Linked DNA regions of Macaca mulatta: region 1 is linked to region 2. The links are chromatin contacts, called in public Hi-C maps. All regions are on one chromosome and are shown on one strand. The core of a region is the stretch at or near the end of the contact, and the rest is flanking DNA. Distances in the headings are between cores, read along the strand shown. Region 1 holds the start of DMRTA2 (DMRT like family A2). Region 2 holds the start of CDKN2C (cyclin dependent kinase inhibitor 2C).

The links. Hi-C and Micro-C count contacts between places; a contact is called where the count stands out from the background.
Region 1: a contact with region 2 is called in a Hi-C map of cortical neurons, with 8 times the contacts expected there. The contact joins the promoter of DMRTA2 here to the promoter of CDKN2C in region 2. A contact is called at or near these places in 3 of 14 Hi-C or Micro-C datasets (cortical neurons, fetal cortex germinal zone and fetal cortical plate).

What each region holds. Positions count from the first base shown.
Region 1 is chr1:190,230,616-190,237,520 of T2T-MMU8v2.0, reverse strand. It overlaps DMRTA2 (DMRT like family A2), which reads right to left and starts at 3,228. Exons shown (of 3, transcript XM_077957725.1): 1 at 2,353-3,228; 2 at 211-777. The coding sequence starts at 769. It overlaps LOC106998526 (a long non-coding RNA gene), which reads left to right and starts at 3,247. Exons shown (of 4, transcript XR_013402217.1): 1 at 3,247-3,373; 2 at 3,678-3,841; 3 at 4,026-6,273.
Region 2 is chr1:189,694,561-189,701,955 of T2T-MMU8v2.0, reverse strand. It overlaps CDKN2C (cyclin dependent kinase inhibitor 2C), which reads left to right and starts at 4,884. Exons shown (of 2, transcript NM_001266314.1): 1 at 4,884-5,128. The coding sequence starts at 5,000. It also overlaps a transcript of FAF1 not described here.

The sequences.
Region 1 (6,905 bases), core at 1,979-4,478, 540 kb before region 2:
AGGGGTAAAGTGCAAATGCTACAGAAGCGGGAGGAAGGAGAGTTTCTGTATCCACGCTCCATACCCGAGGCTGGGCGAGCGGTGAATCCTAGCAGTCGGGGCGACTGGACACGGGGTTTCTACTCTTTCCGAACGGAGACAAGCCCCTGGGCCAGGCGCCCCAGAGCTACGATCCTGCTGCCCCTACCTGCGGCCTGGCCGCGCTCTCACCTGAACCGCCTGCGCCAGCTGCTCCGCCTCCGGTCCCCGCGGGCGCTCCCGCTCCGGGTCCCCCGCCGTCGGCGGCGCACACTGAACCGAAGACCTCGTAGGCGGGCCTCGGGGGGATGATGCCGTTGGCTGCGGCCAGCGCCAGCCCCTCGGCAGTACCGTAGAGCAGCTGCAGCTCGCGCGCCTCGTTCTCCTCCTGCGCCTGCTGCCTGCGCAGCGCCACCTGCGCCGCCATGACACGCTGGCGCTCCGCGATGAGCGTGCACTTGGCGCACAGGCAGTCCTTCCAGCGACAGTAGCGTTTGTGGCCCTTGAGTGCAGACACCACGCCATGGTTGCGACAGCGCGCGCACTTGGGGGTCCGCGGGTACTTCTCGGCTGCCCGCAGCAACAGTGGCGGCCCCCGCAGCAAGCCGCCTGCCACGCTTACCGGTAGCGATGCGGCGGCTGCCGCGGCGGCCGCCACCGACGCCACCGACGCCACGGGCGGCCCAGTCGCTGTAGCCGCCGCTGCCGTCGCCGCGCCGGGCACGCTGGGCAGCTCCGAGCGCAGCTCCATGACAGGACCTGACCGGAAAGAAGGTGGGAGAGGGGAGAGACCGGGTGAGGAGCACACCGCGCACTAGGCCAAAGCGCAGCCTTGAGGAACCCAAGTTGGAGAGGGATATTTGGGCCACGGAGGCTGGGCTAGCGGGGCCAGAATTGCTGGGAGGAGGTACAGTCGGAACCTCCTTGTGAGCCCTAGCGCCTTCACCCCAGTCCAGCCACTGCTGCTCTTAGACCTGATTTACACGCTGGGGTTAAGATTTTGTCTGAATCAGTAATTCTGCTGGAAAAAATAAAGAGACATGTAAAGTGTGAAAGTCACTGATTCAGGTGGTTGTAATGAGGATTTGGAAAAGTTAAGATGATACCCTAAAGCTTAGCCTAATTGAGGTGAGACGGGTGAGAAAAATGTTCGTTTGACAGGACTGGGATTAGAGCCACAGTTTTGGCCCAGAACTTAGGCCGATGCCAAGGGCAAAACAGGAAAATCCGGAGCAAAACGGCCAGTCTGGCGGAAGGGTGAAGAGGAGAGAGATGTGAAGGAGCAGAGTTGAGCTGGTTGGGCCCGAGTTTTGTTTCTTTTTGTTTGTTTATTTTTAATGCAGGTGGGGGCAGAAGCTTTGGAGAGAAAAATCAGCAACAGAAAGAATAGCTTTAGGAAGTAGAATGGGGGCGAAGAAACAATTCGTGCAAAGTTAGGCCCAGTGGCTCTGGGACCGGTAAAAATGTGAGCCCCAAAAGTTCCACGGTGCGGGCCTCCAGAGAGGGGGAGAGAAAATGTGTGTGGAGTTTAGTTTAGGACTGGGAAGTATTAAAGAGAAAAATTCGGCCAAAGAAACTTTCTGTATAGGCAAACCCAGCCCAAAGATGAGCTTCATGGGCAAGGAAAACAGCGAAAAGCAGCTGATCTGGGTGTCCGGGATCCAGGGTCCGCGCCCAGGAGAGGGGAATGTGTAAGTAAAAAACTCCACAGGCAAAGGCTGGGGGAGAGGATTGGGTAAAACCTGCGGTGCAATTTTTTAGCTTCGCAGTCTGGAGTAGTAGTCGGGGCGGAAGACGTATCCTGCGGAAAGTTAGGCATTTCGGGAGGGGGATCTTTCTCGAACACCACCTCACACTGCCCTCCCCTCCCCTCCGGGTTTAGGAACAGAGTCGTCAGACACACCCTCCCCGTCTTGGGGTCCCAGGGGACCCCGATCGAGCGCAGGCTCCTGCGTCCTGATCTCAGAGTTGGGGTCCTAGGACGCGGATGGCCCAGCGGGCCGCACCAAGCCAGAGAAGTCGCCTTCGCAACTGGCCATAAACGGATACCAGAGTCCCACCCGCGCCGCAGCCCCACAAGGCCCAAGCAGGCCCAGCTCCCCGCTTCTGCCGCAGTCTCCTCTGCTTCCCGTGTTCCCCGTCCCTGCCAGAGCCCGGGACAGAGTCCTTGTGTCTCCATCCGAGAGTCCCAGACCTCCTCTCTATGAGCGTTGCCTCCTCTCCCAGACCCCTCGGGCCGCGCCGTCCCTAAGCCCACGGGGCCCAGGCCTCCTCAACAGGGGCCGCAGACCAGGTCGCCACCCCCTGCTGTCCCTGCGGCTCTCAACTACCTGCCTTGGGTTCCGGGATCCTCCTCCGCTGGCGCTGCACGCGCCTCCCGGCTCCACTGGCGACGCTGGCGCTCTTGGCCTCTTCCCTTTGCCCCCGGCCCCTTATCTGACCACGTCACCCTCCTTCAGTCACCATGTCTGAACTTCCGGACCCCTCAGAACGTAGCGCAGTCCAACCCTTCCTTCAGAGATCCGGGTCGGAGGCTCCTCTGCCGGCCGCCTGGTTGGAACCCGCAACCTGACTCTCGCAGTGCCGAGTCCCCTCGCTGAGCGCGCTGGACGCTGCGCGCAGCCGGGGCCCAGTTGCCCCGCACTGCCAGACTCTCAATGAGAGGCTCGCCCGCTCTATTGTTGCTCCTTAGGGCTCCATTAGACAGAATTGGACAACAATGTGGCGCCTGCCATTGGCCAGGGGAGGCAGACGGCACTCTGATTGGCCGGGCCCGCGCCCGGGGAGCCCCGCATTCTACAGTGTCCGAAAGATTCGAAACTCCAAAAGCTCCACTGTGTGCTCCGGGAGGGGAGGGGGTGCGCCAGGAAAGGAGTGGAAAAAAGTGGGCGAGGAGGAGCGTTGAAACTTTCGTGACAAGTAGTTTCCGTGCGCCCGAGAGCGTGTGAATTGCTCCTAATTACCGTGTCCGGTGCGCCTCTCTGCGTAGACTTGTGTAACCCCTCGGCTTCTGGGGCGCCGACTCGGCTGCGCCGCTCTCACTGGCCGGGGGCGCTTGGCAAAGCTGAGCTTCCCAAGTGGCCCTGGAGCCCTGGGGCGGGATGGGGGGCAGGTGACAATTCAATTACTGCGGTCGGGGTGGGGGCGGGACAGGGGTGCGGGGGTGGGGAAGGGAGGGTGTTCAAGGCATAAATGCCAGGACGATTTTTCCTGCCTTCTTCCTGCTACGTTTCGGCGCGCTCCCAAGTCGGACGAGTTTGGGGTAGTTGAGGGCTGCTTTGGTTTTTTCCTCCTGTCACCTTTAAAGTTCAGTTATTTTGTTTTGAAAGTCCTGATACGATAGTCATCCTGGAGGGTAAGTGTGGTTTATGAAGATTTTCGTGTTTAAAGAGAAGCTCAGCGAAGAGAAACGAGATTGCGCTTCCTGTCGGTGCCCGCCGCATCCGCATCCCTCGCGCCCTGAGCCTTTCCTCTCCCTGCCCCTCTTTCGCGTCCCTCGGCCCCTTTTGCTCTTTCTTTTCCTCATTTTTCAGCATCTCGGTTTCTTTTCCTTGGTGATGGGATTCTTTTTGTCTTTATTGTAAATGAACAAACAGCCCCCCTCCTTTTTTTGTTTCTTTTCTAAACGAAAGTAAAAAGTGGCCTCTGTGTCTCCGCAGCTTCTTTTAGACTCAGGACGCGCATCGGTCTGTCCGACCTTCCCCGCAAGAGACAAAGTGACTGCTGGGAGGCCCCCGCGGACAGTTTTCAGTTTTAACTTTCGCCTTATTCTTATCCTGTCCTGATGTCACGGCCCTGAGGAACAGCTCATTCTGAAGAAGAGGTAACAGGTTTCAGATTTTGTTTCCTTTTTGAAAGGCAACATCTGGAATTAATGCCGCGGCCCTCGGGCGGGTCGCCCTCGGTTCTTGTAGCTCTACCTCTGTCTTTTCATTCTGTTTTTCCCTCTAATATCTAATGTTCTATCACTCTCGTTTTTGTTCTCTACTTTTCTCTCTCTCCTTCAGAGTAAAGAAAATTCGTTTAAATAATGAGGAAAATGAGCGTTCCTGGCATTCTCCGTCCACTCTTGACCGTGCGTCTCCGCGTTACTCTTTCGAACCTCCAGGCCGGCGGGAATCTGGGCGCGTAGATTCGGCCGGGGCCGTCGCGGCCTCAGGACGCAGCCCTCCCGCCTGGCACGACTACTGGGCCGCGCCCTGTCAGTCTATCCGCTTCTGAGCCCAGGGCTGGGGTTGGGGGAAAGAAGGTGCGACCAACGGGCCCCCACCCGAAGACCGCAGAACCTGGCGCCCCGGGAGAGCCTTGGAAGAAGCCCACCCGGAGGCTGAGGCTGGAGGGAAAAGGGGATGGGGATGATGCGCTCGAGGACCGGGCGGAGAGCTTCCAGAAAGTTCACCAGGCCCCGGCGCGAGGGCGCTCTGACACGAACAAGGTCTATGATAGCGATAAAAACCTGGTCACTAGCTCCCAGAAAATGCCACTTGCTGGAGTCTGTGAATGGGTTTAGGAGAGAGAAGGGTGTCAGCCCCCGCGAGGGTCTCCCGCGTGAAGCGAGGATAAGGGGGTGCTTCAGGGATAATATGTCCTCTAGGAGCGCAGGACCCAGACCCCACCTTCCAACACCTGGAGGTTCCGAGGCCAAGTACGTCTAGTAGCCCCGGCTGCACCTGGGGAGGAGAGCCATGAGGTTGGGGGAAGAGCGCCGACCACCGCCGGATTCCGCGCCGGGGCCGTCAGGTGCCTTCTCCCAGAGCTCCTTTGGACAAAGTTTTCGGGAAATTATATTAAACCGAAAACGAAATAAACTATATAAATCTGCCTAGCTTTTCGGGGGGGCGGTGGCCCAGGTATCCTTCGCGCTTGAGGCCAGGTCACCGTGAGATTTCCCCACTCCGGACGGGGGATTCCTCAGAAGCCAAGGGTGTAACCACGAGGACTCGGGAACCCTAGGCGGCCCCACAGATGCGTGAGGAACTTCATTTTCTAAGGAGTGGGAGGAGGAGCATCCTGGCATCTAATACAGCCCAACCAGAGGGAATCCGCCCACCCCTAGTGGAGGAACCTCTCTCTTCTCTCGCCCCTCTTTCCTGGCATTCACATCTCCACAGGTCTGGGACCCACAGCCTTTTCTCCCACTCCCCGGAGGTTAGGGTTTTCATGTGAGTGAATGTGTTATGGAGGGAGGCAAAATAAACCCCAGGTCATCTCACCCACACTTTGACCAGGCAGGAATCCTCTGCCCAGCTTCCCAGGCCACTCCAGGGCCAGTTCCTCCTGATTTGAATTGGGTCGGTCGAAGGGGAAAGGAAAGGCATGGCCGAACTGAGCCGTCAGCACGAGAAGAGCACGCTCAGGTTGAGTCAGCAGGGTCTACCCGCTCCCCAGCCTGAGTGTAGCTTCACACTTGGACACACCCCCTCCCCCGTGCGTGTGACCACTCTCTGCAAAGTATGGGACACACTGTCACGCCAGCATTCAGAGAGCACCACGGGGCCCAGGCTCAACTCTGATACTACCCTCCAACCCAAGGGGACCCCTTCAGTGAATTTGACCTCAGTGTTCTCATAAGCATGTCCCCATCCTGGGACATCCACTCGGTGTGTGACGTTCCCAGACTCCCACAGATTTCCACATCGGTGACAGCACACGCCGACAGGAGCACATCCTCACGCACGTATGCCCTGGTTTATGCGCGGAGCCCCAGCCTTACTTCTACAGTTGGGCCCCAGGCAGAAAAAGCCACAGCCTTCCAGGACAAATGAGGCGGCTGAGAGCAGAGGGTCTTCCTCACACATTCACACGCGTACTCTTAGCTCAGAATCATTTGCTGACGCCTCTGCTGTGCCAGGGGCTGGGGGTCCGGGTGAGAGGGCCCGGCCAAGAAAATACACCCCATCCCTATTCGCCCCTGGCCCCATCCCCCACGCCCACGCCCAGGCACTGGTGGCGTCCAAAGGGACTGCGCTGGGATGAGGCCGGGGTTGAGGGCCTGGGGCGTAGAGCCGGCTGTAGGCGCGGCGTGGGGAAGGGCGCCGAGGGTGAGTAGTGTAACTCTGAGTAGAAGAGCCAGGGGCGCCGATGGGGGACCCGGGAGGCACTGACTTTTGCGCTGTTTGCCCGCGGCCTCGGAGCAAGCAGACGCCATCTGTTTGCCGGCTGCGACGCGTCCCGTTTAATTACCCTCCCGGCAGCCTAATAGAGATGATATTAAACTAAATCTTTCTGACATTAAAAGTAATTATCCCCAAACCGGTGGCTCCGGGACGGAATGGCCCCTCCCGCACCCACCCCTTCCCTGGCTGTGCCGGATTCCGTTAGTTTGGCTGATACTCTCCGCCCGGGAATGGGGCGCAGAAGAAAGGGGGAACGTGCTTTTGGGAGAAGGAGTCTCCACGGGTTGCCTGACACGCGTTTTCCCGCAAACTACACTCTCCTGTTCCTATGTGGACACAAGCACGTGTACACACAGACACGTAGCGATATTTTCCTCCAGATCAACTCATGAGTCACGCTGATTAAGACCCTCAGCCGCGCACACCCTCTGTGAACAGGGAGACGCGCAGCTTGGTTTCCTGTCCCGTCCTCTGACACCGCTAAAATGGTCATTTTCCATGGTCATAGCCACGGATCTATGCCAGGACCGGGGACCGGGCATAATTTCGGAGCCAGAAAGAACTCCTATGGTGGCGCCGGGTTTCTCAGGCGCTGTTCCAGCTAAGGGCCAGGCGCCCAGCAATTTCTCTACAGTTGCTTACTGAAGTCGCACCACTCTCTGCGAGGCAGGTCCGATTATTCCACTTGTCAGGTGAGAGACTTGGAGCGGTGAGATGACTTGTTCCACATATCACAATTAGTGCGTAACAGAGCAAAAATCAAACCCGGGA
Region 2 (7,395 bases), core at 3,635-6,134:
CGGAGGTGGAGACTGCAGTGAGCCAAGATCACACCATTGCACTCCAGCCTGGTGACAGGGCAAGACTCCGTCTTTCCCTGTTCTTGAAAGAACTTTCAAGCCTGGCCAATATAGGAAGACCCCATCTCCACAAAATTAGAAAAATTATCTAGGCATGGTGGAGCATGCCTGTGGCCCCAGCTACTCTGGAGGCTGAGGTAGGAGGGTCACTTGGGCCTGGGAAGTCAAGGTTTCAGTGAACAATGACCATGACCATGACCAAGCCACTGCACTCTAGCCTGAGCAACAGAGTGAGAACCTGTCTTAAAAATAAAATAAAATAAAAATAATAAAAAATTTTCATAAATAAGTACCTATATAAAAAAAAAAAACACTGAATCTCAGAAATAAAATGCTGAAGCCACAATTATAAAGTGACAAAAAAGGCTGCCTGGGGGTGCCCAGTCTGTTTTCCACCTCAGATGATCTATAAATACAACAAAAAGGAAGACTTTGAGACCAGTTAAAGAAATGGTAAATACCACATACACATTTCCAAAAGTTAATCAATCAGATACTGTACCTACTTGAGTCAATGAGGGAAAAGCACGGAATAATTTGACTAAATCACATTTCTATGTTTTTTGTTTTTTGTTTTGAGACGGAGTCTTGATCCATCGCCCAGGCTGGAGTGCAGTGGCACAATCTCTGCTCACTGCTGCCACTGCCTGCCAGGTTCAAGCAATTCTCCTGCCTCAGCCTCCTGAGCAGCTGGGATTACAGGCACCAGCCACCATACCTAGCTAAACTTTTGTATTTTTATTGGAGTTGGGGTTTAACCATGTTGGCCAGGCTGGTCTCAAACTCCTGACCTCAGGTGATCCACCCACCTCGGCCTCCCAAAGTGCTGGGATTATAGGCGTGAGCCACCACGCCCAGCCATTTCTATGTCTCCTTAAATGATTATGAACTGCTGGAGCACAAGGTTTCCATGACTGTTAATATTTAATATCTAACTATAAAGGCTGTATTTCAGTATTTGATGTACTTATCATTACGATGTTAAAAGAGAAAGCACCACTCTCAATATAGTAGAAACTTAACTATGAATTTTTCTTGTAAGCCATGTTAGAATATAACCTTCTTGAGGGTAGGGATACCCTTGAATCTGCTTTAGTGAACTAGCCCTCAATAAATACTAGATTTGCATTGGGGTTACTGTGTAATACTTATGTATGCCTTCTGAACTAAGACCCTAAGCTCTGCACTGCCAATTCTGGTTTACCCAACAGGCAGATGAAGCATATGCTTTAGGGCACCAGCAAAACCAGACTGTTTAAAAAAAAAAAAAAAAAAAAAAAAAAAAAAAAAAAAAAACTTTGCCAAATAATTTAATATCTCAGCAAAACCAATGAAGTAGCCATCATGGGAAAAAAATCAGAATTTTGTTGGACTTTTTTACTCTTATTTTGGGGTTGTTATTTTTCTTTTTATTTCTATATGAGGAAGAGGTGGTAGAACATCAAAATCTTTTCAGTGCTTAGGGCCTCCAAAAATCTTAATACAACTCTGTGTACATCTTAAATTATCATAAGTTTTACTTAGTTGTTCAGCAATAAGTACTTTATTTCATGAAAATTATAGCACGTTTACCCGTACTTTATGTAATCATACAATTTAAGATTCTTCCTCTTTACAATTTATCTCTAAGCAAGAAACCATAATAAATGCTAGAAGGCAACCTTCATAAATTGGACTAATACCAGTTCTCTCTTATCAGCCAACAGTGCTAATATGTCCTCACACCCCCTGGCTGTATGAAAAGATTACACAGTTCCCAGAACAATCAAAAGTAAATTATTATTTATTTCTTACTGGTATAAATGGAATCTTAAATGTTTCTATTTGAAACGTCTACATATATGTAAGAAAAAGAGAGTTAGTTTCTTTTTTTGTAGTTCTCATTTGATTCACAACTCGTTTAGTTACCTAAGAAAAGAGTTCTAGTTTTTTTCTCAACAATTACGTTAAAGAAAACACTGCCAGATTCTTCCCAGTTTCAACTTTCCCTCTACCTACCAGTCAATCTGCTGCTGGATGATTATCCAGATGTTTCTGGTGTGTTTTGTTGCTAACACTCTCAGTGTACTTCAAGAAGGGTACAGATACTGCTCGAGGATCCGCTTGCCAAAGTCCGGTTCTAATTAGACTTGTCATTTTTTGCTTGGTTTCATTTTGACCACTGGGTGCATCATGCAACCGTGTTGGATATTTTTAAGAGTATAAAAATATAGAAAGCAATAGTTAATTAATCTCACTTTAAAAGAGGAAGTTAAAAGTACTGGAAATTCGTGTCGGATGATTAAATAAAGGATTAGGAGAGAGACCATTCCTTTACATATAGACACCCTCCCCAACCCCACACCCCCAAAACACCAAGCCATTTCTAAGTAGTGAGAGAACTTCGGCAACAAAGAAATAGCTTTGTTAGAAAACACTTCACACGACTTATTTTAAATTTTGCTTTAAATTTAATTGCTTTTCTCCTTTTTCTCTAATAACAGGACTATTTAGCAGTTTCTAGTCCTTGATTAAGGCTTCAGAGTTCATTCTTATCTATGCCATGTCTTAAGTTTTCATAAAATTCAATCTATACAAGACTTGCTTTTTGTGAGCACTGTGCTTAGTGGCAGTCCGGATTTTTCCCTCCACCCTCGCGGCCACCCCTGCCCACCGCGGCCGTCGGGCGTGGATCTGGCAGGTGCGAGGCCGAGGCCCAGGGCTCAGCGAAGGAGGCCGAGTTTACAGAGCGCGCGCGCCCTAGAGGAGGCAGCAGCAGCCGCAAGCCTGGCCGCCCGAACTTTGCGAGCCTGGCGGGGGAGCACAGAGGCTGGCCGACCTGCCCCGCTAGCGCTGGAGAACGACTCCCTTTATGCCAGCTCGCTCTCCGCCTTCCCGCAGCCTGCGCTGCGGAGCCTCGAAGACTCCGCCGCCCTCCACAGCGTCTTAAATAACAAACCCCTGTCCTCGCGCCCGTAGGAATTGGGGCAGCTGGGGGTTCGCGTCACAGACTCAAGCCCGCCCGCCGGAGAAGGGCAGGCCGGGCTTCGCGGGGCCGAACCCCGCTCCAGCTGGGGACAGGCCGCCTAGCCGGCGGGAGAGAGCCGGCGCGAGGGAGCCAGCGCAAGAGACTTGACGGGAGGAGGTGGAGAGCTAGAGGCGGGAATGAGTGCGCGGGGCCGGGAGGGCGGAGCCTGCTAGACTGCGAGCGCGAGCGCCAGCAGGGCGGAGGGCGGGGCGTGGGCGGTGCCCGGCCTTCCCGCTTCCGCGGCGCTGCAACTCCGCCGAGCCTCCTTAAAACTCTGCCGTTAAAATGGGGGCGGGTTTTTCAACTCAAAAAGCGCTCAATTTTTTTCTTTTCAAAAAAAGCTGATGAGGTCGGAAAAAAGGGAGAAGAAACCGGCACCCTCTCTGAGAGGCAACAGAAGCAGCAATTGTTTCAGCGAAAAAAGCAGCAAGGGAGGGAGTGAAGGAAAAAAGTAAAAAAGGGGGCGACACGCAAGTGCCCGTAGGGGTGAAAGGAGCAGGGACCGGCGATCTAGGGGGGAATCAGCTACAAAAGAAACTGTCACTGGGAGCGGTGTGGCCAGGGAGGAAGCAGTGCTGCCAGGCTCGGCTCCAGGGCACAGCTGGCTGGCGGCTGCCCTGTCCGCAGCAAAGGGGCACAGGCGGCCGGGGACCGCGAGAGGTGGCGAAGTGGCACCGGGCGCCGAAGCTGCTGAGCGCTCGCCGAGACGGCGGCGGGTCTGGCTGCGCCCTGGAACTGTGGCGACTCCCCCTACTCAGAACTTGGCCTGCGTTTCCCAGGACTCTCCCCATCTCCGGAGGCTCCCACAAAACCGGGAAAGGAAGGAAAGGACAGCGGCGGCAGCAGCTCAATGAGTACCTACAACAGAAAGCCTGAACGAGCTCGGTCGTAGGCGGGAAGTTCCCGGGGGTCTGCCCAGTACAGCCGCAATGCTGCCGCGAGCTGCCCCAGCAGTCCGGGCCCCGTAGACGCTTCCCGCATCGCTCTCCTCCTTCCTCAGGCTGCCGGGAGTCCCGGGACCTGGCGGGGCCGGCATGACGGGCTTCTCGGGGGCCCGCCGCACGCCCGGCAGCCTCCGGAGACGCGCGCCGAGCCCGGCTCCCACGGCCTCTGAGGCTCGGCGGGGCTGCGGCTGCCTGGCGGGCGGGCTCTGGAGCTTTCCTGAGCGGCATTAGCCCACGACTTGGCCCGGACGCGACTAAACGCTCTTCTGGAGAAGCCCAGAGTACTGGGCAGTCGTTACGACCTGTAACTTGAGGGCCACGGAACTGCTACTCCCGTTCGCCTTTGGCGATCATCTTTTAACCCCCCGGAGCACGTCAGCATCCAGCCACCGCGGCGCTCTCCCAGCAGCGGAGGACCCAGGACTGTCCCTTCGGCGAGACGGATGGAAACCGAGCCCCCTGGAGGACCTGCCCCTGCAGTTCTGCCTCACACGGCTCAAGTCACCACCGTGAACAAGGGTGGGTGAATGCCTTTTCTTCCCCCCGAATGTCTTTCCTTCCGCGGTATTTTCTGCCCCGATCTATAGTCCCTTGAGTGTCCACACACACTCCTCACAGAGATCTGTAGCGTAGGTACGTGACAGCTCTGCCTACATCTGACGTCCGGAGTCATTACCCAGGAATGTATGTGTGTCTGTGTGTGTCTCTGTGGAGTCGTCAGAATTCTTCATAGGGGTTAAGCTAAAAAAGCGAGGCGAGGAGCCCCTCTCCAATGGCTCAGTTTTGCTGAATAATCACGTGTGAATCGAGGGGCGGGCTTTTGGCAGGCAGATCTTACTAGTATTTACTACCAAGCTCTACTCCAGATTAACCATCCCAGTCCTTCTGTCAGTCTCCGATGCCATCATGCAGCCTGGTTAGGAGCAAAGGAAAGGGAAAAAAGAAAAACGACTAATTCATCTTTTCCTGATCGTCAGGACCCTAAAGAATGGCCGAGCCTTGGGGGAACGAGTTGGCGTCCGCAGCTGCCAGGGGGGACCTAGAGCAACTTACTAGTTTGTTGCAAAATAATGTAAACGTCAATGCACAAAATGGATTTGGAAGGACCGCACTGCAGGTTGGTATTCAGAGAGGTGGGGAAAACAAGTCAATAATGTTGCCTACGTGACCCGGTTTTCTAGATTTACAGCTTTTAAGCTTTCAGGGACATAAAATTTCACTGTTTTTAAACCTAGTTGGTTGCCATATTTTATATCTTTAAGTGGATGCAACTTCTCAAAATGACGTACTTTGAACAAACTCCTCAAATCCAATAACATCCTTGATATCAAGTGGGGTCCAGATTTGGTCTTAGTTTTTGGAATCTTTTTGTGACGGTGGGGATTTTAGAGTAGTCATTGTAGGGCCGAGGTTTGTTTGTTTTGTTTTGTTTTTAAAGACAGCTCTGTAAACACATTATTATGATTATTATTTGAAATACACTGCTATTAGTGGTTTCACGTACTTTGCCCCCAGTAATAGACTTTAACGTTAATTTTCTTGACTACTGGTGAGGGTGTTTTTCCTTCAAATGCTCCAAGTTTTGACAAACGACTTTTCCTCGTTTGGAATGGGTGGCCTGGGCACCGGGACAGGATGTACATTTCACAGTTAATGTAATACCATCCACTCATTCAGGAGTCGGGAGGAATAAAAAGTTGAATTTTCTAATCAGAGCTCAGCTGCAGTGTCTTTGTCTCTACGATTATGCCGTGGTGTGCTCTAATTTTCAGTAATTAGATTTACAGGCAACGATTGACACATGTCCAGCTGCCAAGTATTGTACCTGATAATTTTTTTCTTCTTCTGAATGTTATCATGTAATTTAGGTGAAAGGCTTAGAAACAGAAAAATGACAAAATAGTTTAAAATAGTTAATTTATCAGAGTTCTGATGATATTCTTATGAGCTATTCTTATTTGGAAATGCAACACTTGAAGCTGTTTTTGAAAACCCATTGGGGAGAGGGTTTTTAGAGGGCTTTGTTTCGGTTACAAGAATTAAAAATTTAAGTGCCAGGAGATATACTAGTAACAAACAAAGTCCATGTAGTCTGTACGTTTTCAATCAGAATACACTGGCCTTGCAAAAATTTCAGTATTAAGGAAGTTTATGCACAGATACTAAATTATTTATCTTGTTATTTCTGCTACATTAAGTAATGATTTTTTTTCTTTTTCTACCTAGTAGTTTTGAACAGGTTTAGTGATGATAGCAAAGTAACAAATTTAATATATTGAAAAGCTTCCTTTTGAAAACTCAAAAGATTATATAAACTTCACAAAGAATGAGCTACTTAACCCATGTTCATAATAAGATTTTACAGGATTTTTGACGAACAGAAAGACTGGGAAATTAATAATATTCTTTTAAAAAGTTTTGACAAACATTTTTAATACAACTTTGCAATCTTGTTTATATTAAACATACTTATCAAGATACTAACACCCACTTATTGTGGCTTAGTCCTTGTACATATAACGAAACACACAGAAACTGGAGTTTCAAGGCTTATTTTCATTATGTATAATCCTAACTCTGAAGTTGTGTCATAAGTCAAGAAATAACTTTCTTCAAAACCATTTCCAATATTACTATTATTTTCTGTGAAAAAAGGTGAATTTTATTCTACAATTATGTTTATTTAACTCAATTTCAAAAGCCTTTTCCACCTTCCTAGTGTATATTTTTCTATCAGGTTAATATCAAAGGCCTTAATCGTATGTTTGCTTTACAAAGATCCAAGATATCTGTCTCTTATTTTTCTCATTGCAGGTCCTTAAATATGACTAAATCTTTAGAGACAGTTGTGGTGGTATCAATTTTTAATAACCAAAAGTATGTTTCATTGAAGTTCTTGAAATATAAATTATGTATCACTGTTTACCACTGCTCCAAAGGAAGAGCTAAAAGTCAACAGAGTTTTATCAACAGGGGAGCTTAATATCTTGTCCATCTATATAGTTTGCATTTACAAAATATTACTCATTCTAAATATATTTTATTATTTAATATGTGATTAGATTTTTTAAACATTTAAAAAAGATAGATCGACTTTGTATTTTCCATTAGCATTTAATTTCATAAACATTGAGTGTCTATTATATAAGATATTTATTATAATTTAGATTATTATAATATACCTAAATATAAATAAACCAGTGTAAATGCTGAAAATATGTGGCATGTTAATGAAAGTAATATTTTTTCACAACTAAATTATATGTATTTTATGTTTGCATGATGTTCTACAAGATATTTTATAACAGACCACTGATAGAGTGAAACATATTCAAACAATAGTAAATAATCTTCGTTATGTGAATTATTTGTATGTTGATAGCA